Regions from separate parts of the Zea mays genome. Here region 1 is linked to region 2. Evidence: chromatin contacts called from public Hi-C data. All regions are on one chromosome and are shown on one strand. Each heading gives the region's core, a stretch centred on a gene start, on an enhancer-like site or on the middle of the called end of the contact. The rest is flanking DNA. Distances are from core to core; before and after follow the strand shown. Region 1 holds the start of LOC103654242 (7-deoxyloganetin glucosyltransferase). Region 2 holds the start of LOC103654238.

Region 1 (2,946 bases), core at 55-2,554, 370 kb after region 2:
TTAAATTGTATGTTTTTCTTTATGTTGATAGAGTATGCACCAGTGTACTTTTTAAGTTGGTTTCGCCCCTGTCTATAGCTAACCATTGATTTTAGTCGTTGTCGATGATGGTTAGAGATCGGGTGCCCTATGAATCACTCCAACCATGTTGCAAGCCTATATGAGTACACTATTCGATATTGTCTTCGAGGCAGGTCAATAGTGGTCCTTACAAAAAGTTCAATCATTCCGCTGTCAAGAAGATTGGACCGCGCCAAAATGGAAACGAACGAGGCCGTCAGTGCCAACTGTTTGGGCTTGAATAATTTGTGAGCTTAAAATAAGCCGACGTTGCTCCAAAACTAAGGATGGGCCGCATTCAGATGAACCGTTTTTTCCTCTGCCCTTGCCCCGGCGGCCGGCGACGGCGAGGCCTCTGTCTCAGGCTCTCAGCGTGACTTAGTAGAAAACGATCCAAGGTGTCAGTCTGATAAGCGGAATCTGTAGGTAAGAAAGGAAGGAAATTAAATGGATGATGTGCAGGTCTGCATGTAAATGAGATAAATTGAGAGCAGATTTTTAAAGTCCAGTGCTATAAAACAGAAAAACACAGCTGACCAAAAACACGACTAAGAGTATAGGTGAGCACACCACCAAAACTAAGAGCACCAATTTAAAAAACCTATTTTTAAAAGCCACAATTATCAACCAAACAATGTTTACCTTCCTCACATCTTATTATATCAGTTTTTCTACGCGACTCACAAGTTACAGCAGTCTTTGAAAAGATATATGTCAACCAAACATGCCTGTAATAATGTTGCTATTCACTCGGATCTACTATTTTTTTTTAAAAAAAACTACTAATCCCTATTTGGATTTTATCGTACCTAGTACTTACTAGTAGTCTTGCTTACTAAAATATGCTAATGTTTACTACTTTGTTCAGTATTAGTCTGCAGCTTCTTTGATTTGTTTTTGCTAATTCTTAGTCAGTTTTTCCTGCTAATGATGGTCGCTATTTGCTAGGGACACCATGCATACATCAGACATGTCTTATCACTTCTCCACTTCTCCTTTATTTTACTCCGAGTCTCATTCCAAAATGCCGGCCGGCCGACCCCATCGAGCTCCACGCCTCCACCTCCACGAAAAGCAGCCTGTTGTTGTCCAGCCATCCCTGTCAGGTCTAGTTTGGGTAATCTAGTATTGAAAGAGATTGGAGTGGATTGAGATGTATTATGGGAGTTTTTGATCTATTAGGGATTTATACACTTTCCAATCCCTCCAAACCACTTCATTACTAGAGTACCCAAACTAGCCCTCACGGCTAACCTGCTCAACCACGGTCCACGGCCGCTTTCGGAGCTCTCAGTGGCTCAGTCACGCACACCTACCTCGTGCAGTCCTGCTGTCCAGGAACAAGAACATCAAGTCCGGATCACCTGCGATTGCGAGCACTCGATCCAGCCTTCGCCACCTCCAGGCGCAGCAGCGATGAGCTCCGGAAAGGCGCAGCGGCGGCCGCACGCCGTGCTCATCCCGCAGCCGGCGCAGGGCCACGTCACGCCGATGCTGCACCTCGCCAAGGCGTTGCACGCTAGGGGGTTCCGCGTCACCTACGTCAACTCCGAGTACAACCACCGGCGCCTGCTCCGGTCCCGCGGCCAGGACTCCCTCGCCGGCACCGACGGCTTCCACTTCGAGGCCGTCCCCGACGGCCTGCCGCAGTCCGACAACGATGACGTCACGCAGGACATCGCCGCGCTCTGCCTGTCCACCACCGCGCACAGCGCCGCGCCGTTCAGGGACCTGCTGGCGAGGCTGAACGCCATGCCGGGCAGCCCGCCGGTGAGCTGCGTCATAGCTGACGGCGTGATGAGCTTCGCGCAAAGGGTCGCCGAGGAGATGGGAATCCTGGCCTTGGTTTTCTGGACCACCAGTGCGTGCGGCTTCATGGGCTACCTCCACTTCGCCGAGCTCATCAGACGAGGCTACGTGCCACTGAAAGGTACTCCTACAAGTTTTGGTATCAGTCCTGCTGGATCTGATTTGAAACCAATGATAATTTGCCGAAATCAACTAGCCGCACTCCGAGAACTGAAATGTGACATCTTGTTCTTGTTGTGCACTCTGTGTTAGACGAAAGTGACCTGACGAACGGGTATCTGGACACGGCAATCGACTGGATCCCCGGCATGCCGGACATCCGTCTGAAGGACATCCCCAGCTTCATCAGGACGACAGACCGAGACGACGTGATGCTCAACTTCGACGGCGGCGAGGCGCAGAACGCGCGCAGGGCCCGCGGGGTCATCCTCAACACGTACGACGCGCTGGAGCAGGACGTGGTGGACGCGTTGCGCCGCGAGTTCCCGCGCGTGTACACTGTCGGCCCACTCGCAGCGTTCGCGAACGCCGCGGCAGGAGGCGAGCTGGACGCGATCGGCGGAAACCTCTGGAAGGAGGACACGAGCTACCTCCGGTGGTTGGACACGCAGCGGCCGGGCTCGGTGGTGTACGTCAACTTCGGCAGCATCACGGTGATGACCGCCGCGCAGCTCGCCGAGTTCGCCTGGGGCCTGGCGGGCTGCGGCCGGCCGTTCCTGTGGGTCATCAGGCCGGACCTCGTGTCCGGCGAGACCGCCATGCTCCCGGAGGGGTTCGTCACGGACACCAAAGGAAGGGGAATCCTGGCGAGCTGGTGCCCGCAAGAGCTGGTGCTCTCGCACCCGTCCGTCGGCCTCTTTCTGACGCACTGCGGGTGGAACTCCACGCTGGAGAGCGTATGCGCCGGCGTGCCGATGCTCTGCTGGCCCTTCTTCGCTGAGCAACCGACGAACTGCCGGTACGTGTGCGACAAATGGGGGATCGGGATGGAGATCGACAATGATGTGAGGAGGGAGGAGGTGGCGCGGCTCGTGCGCGCGGCAATCGACGGAGAGAGGGGAAAGGCGATGAGAGTGA
Region 2 (2,700 bases), core at 128-2,627:
CCGTACTCTAACACCTCCTCCTGCAATTGAGCCAACACGCAGGCAGATTCCCAAGAAATGGATGTTGAACCAAAACAGCAGACTTATTAATATCATCTCGCAAACCATCAATAAAGTGCATGGTCAAATAAAGGGGTCTGTGTGAGATCCTTAAGCTGTCAATTGATCAACAAGGGAGGAGAAACTATCGATGTACTTAGACACCGATGAAGTTTGCCGAATGTGGAACAACTGACGGATCAACAATTCGTGATGATCACGGCCAAATCGAACCAAAACCCAACCACATAACTCTGACCACGAACAGGATCTAAGATGGCTCTGAACAGTTTGCACCCAGCGAGATGTAGCAGTAGTGAAATGCATAGATGAGACCCTCACCCACCGCGTTGGATCAACACTATACAGATCAAAGTAATCCTCACATCTACGGATCCATAACTTGGGTTGATCCCCATCGAACGTAGGAAACGGCATTTTAGGTAAATGATCAGATAAACCAGCCAAACTCCCACCCACAGGTTCCCTAAACTCGGATCTCGAACGATGGAAAGTAGGAGAGGCAAACACATGGGGGTGAGATGGGGATGACACACCCTTTGTCGGGTGATGATCGAGAGTTGTGACAACTCCGCAACCATCATCCCGGATTGATGGATTCAGGTAGTGCCCGTCGGGTCGGGCGGCCGTGGAGGCAGCAGCAGATGGGCGCGCGACCGGAGAGGGAGCCAGAGCGAGCACACCAGTCATGATGGTCGGGTGCTCCACTGCCGACCGTTCGTAGAGCTTGGACAACTTGGAGACGTGAAGACGGATGTCATCGACGAAACCCTCCATGCTAGGACGCCAATCATCGAAGGAGATGACAGCCGACTCGAGCTGCGACAAGCACGTCTCATTGGCCGTGGAGGCCGTGGAGAGCGAAGCCAACTTGCCATCCATCCATGCATCGAGATCCGCCATACGACGCTCGAGTTCCAGATCACGATCTAGAAGGCGCTGCTGCTGCTTGACGTCATAGTCGGAGAGGCGTTGTGTCAACTTCGCATCCTAGCCGCCGAAGCGCTTGGACATTTCGTCAAGCAGGTGCTAGAAGTCAATGTTCATGGTGGCGCGCTGGCGACGAAGACGAGTGTCGTAGGGGTAGGAGGTTGCAGGATCCAGAGTGGAACAGGGACGAGGATCGGACCCCTCTGAGGCCCTGTTCGGTTAGAGGTGGATTGAGAGGGATTAGATGGGTTTGAATCCCAAACAAGTCAAACTTCTTCTTAATTTTTTCTAATCTCATCCAATCCAATCTATGTGTATTGGGAATAACCGAATAAGCCCTGAGTGGGGAAGAAGGAAGAAGGGAATGCTTGGAGAGGAAGACGAGAGATACGAGGAATCGTTTGTTTACAATTCTCTAGATGTCGCTCCATACAAAAGCCAGTGGCTTTTATGCGCGCCGTGGCAACTGGGCTGCACGCACACGCGCGACGCCACACCGGCCCATAGGCCTCACACCCAATCACTGTTGTGGATCCAACAATTGGGCGCCCTTGCACGCGAGCCGAACGAAGACCCTCAGGTGCTGATGGTGGAGATGCAGGTGTAACACGCCGTCCCAACACAGTGGAATAATTGGTATTTTACCACTCAGAATGTTGTCAATCCAACAGTTCTCCAAATCTATAAATTCTAAACCAAGATACACATAATCAACACAACAAACAAAAGAAAATAAAAACCTAAACTGCTAAAAGTTACAAGTCATAACAACACTTAACCAACAAATTCACTACGCTATTAATTACAGTACTAGTTTCATTACTACCGCCGCCTCCTGGTACTGCGCCTCATCGGCTCGGCCTCAACAAGTCTTTTGAGGAATGGCTGGGGAGCGGAAAGCCCCACTGATTCTGGGATGTCAAGATCACCATTAGCTGATGGAACAGCCATCTCTGGCTGCTTACTTGACATGTGCAGCGGCTGGATTCTTGATTTTTCCACCTGAAAGAGCACTCCAGTTAAACACTGCAGCATGTGCCTTGTGGGTATTCGATTTAATGAGAACTGATATTTGATTTGATGGGCAATTGAGTGGTTGCAAGTATGCAACTATGCAAAACTTTACAGTTTTGTGAGTGGGTGCAAGTATGCAACTGGCTTAACTTCAAATCTCCACTGTTAACTTACCAGCTCATGGTGAAAAGAATGAGAATAAGCTTCAGAAAGTCTTCTCTGCAGATCGTCTTCCTTCTTTCCTTCGTACTCAGAGTTCTCCATTTCATTTTCCTTCTCTTCCAGTTCACGATATAACTCTAATAGTTTGTAAACAAATAAAACACTCTGAAATCAGACACAGTTTGCATCAAGCCATCAACCTCTAAAGAAATGAATATGACGACTAATAACCAGGCCGTAAAAGCAGAAAACATTTTGTATCAACTTCTGTTTTCAGAACATGCCAGTGAGTGAAAAAGAGACCGTGTACTACAAAATCGTTTTCATGGTTTGAGAACAAATCCACATAGCCTAAATGCCTTACCTGTAAATACTGACAAGATCCAGATTTGGGTTGGAATATCAAATAGCGTCTTAGCTAAGGTCAACGAAGACTTCAGGATCTCTTTAGCCTGTGCTGCGTCATGTAGCTGAAGCGCCAATGTGCCCAGTATTGTCAAATACTGAGAAACTAACTGGATGTTACCCAACTGT

Evidence for each region. A called contact is a pair of places that touch in the nucleus more often than the background predicts.
Region 1: a contact with region 2 is called in a Hi-C map of ear, with 1.9 times the contacts expected there. The contact joins the promoter of LOC103654242 here to the promoter of LOC103654238 in region 2. A contact is called at or near these places in 2 of 25 Hi-C or Micro-C datasets (ear and tassel).

The regions. Positions count from the first base shown.
Region 1 is chr4:185,373,498-185,376,443 of Zm-B73-REFERENCE-NAM-5.0, forward strand. LOC103654242 (7-deoxyloganetin glucosyltransferase) reads left to right here and starts at 1,305. Exons shown (of 2, transcript XM_008681071.4): 1 at 1,305-1,990; 2 at 2,122-2,946. The coding sequence starts at 1,477.
Region 2 is chr4:184,999,043-185,001,742 of Zm-B73-REFERENCE-NAM-5.0, forward strand. LOC103654238 reads right to left here and starts at 1,378. Exons shown (of 1, transcript XM_020552750.1): 1 at 1-1,378. The coding sequence starts at 963. The coding sequence ends at 151. It overlaps LOC100192084, which reads right to left. Exons shown (of 10, transcript NM_001365512.1): 8 at 2,531-2,700; 9 at 2,179-2,303; 10 at 1,617-1,992. The coding sequence ends at 1,813.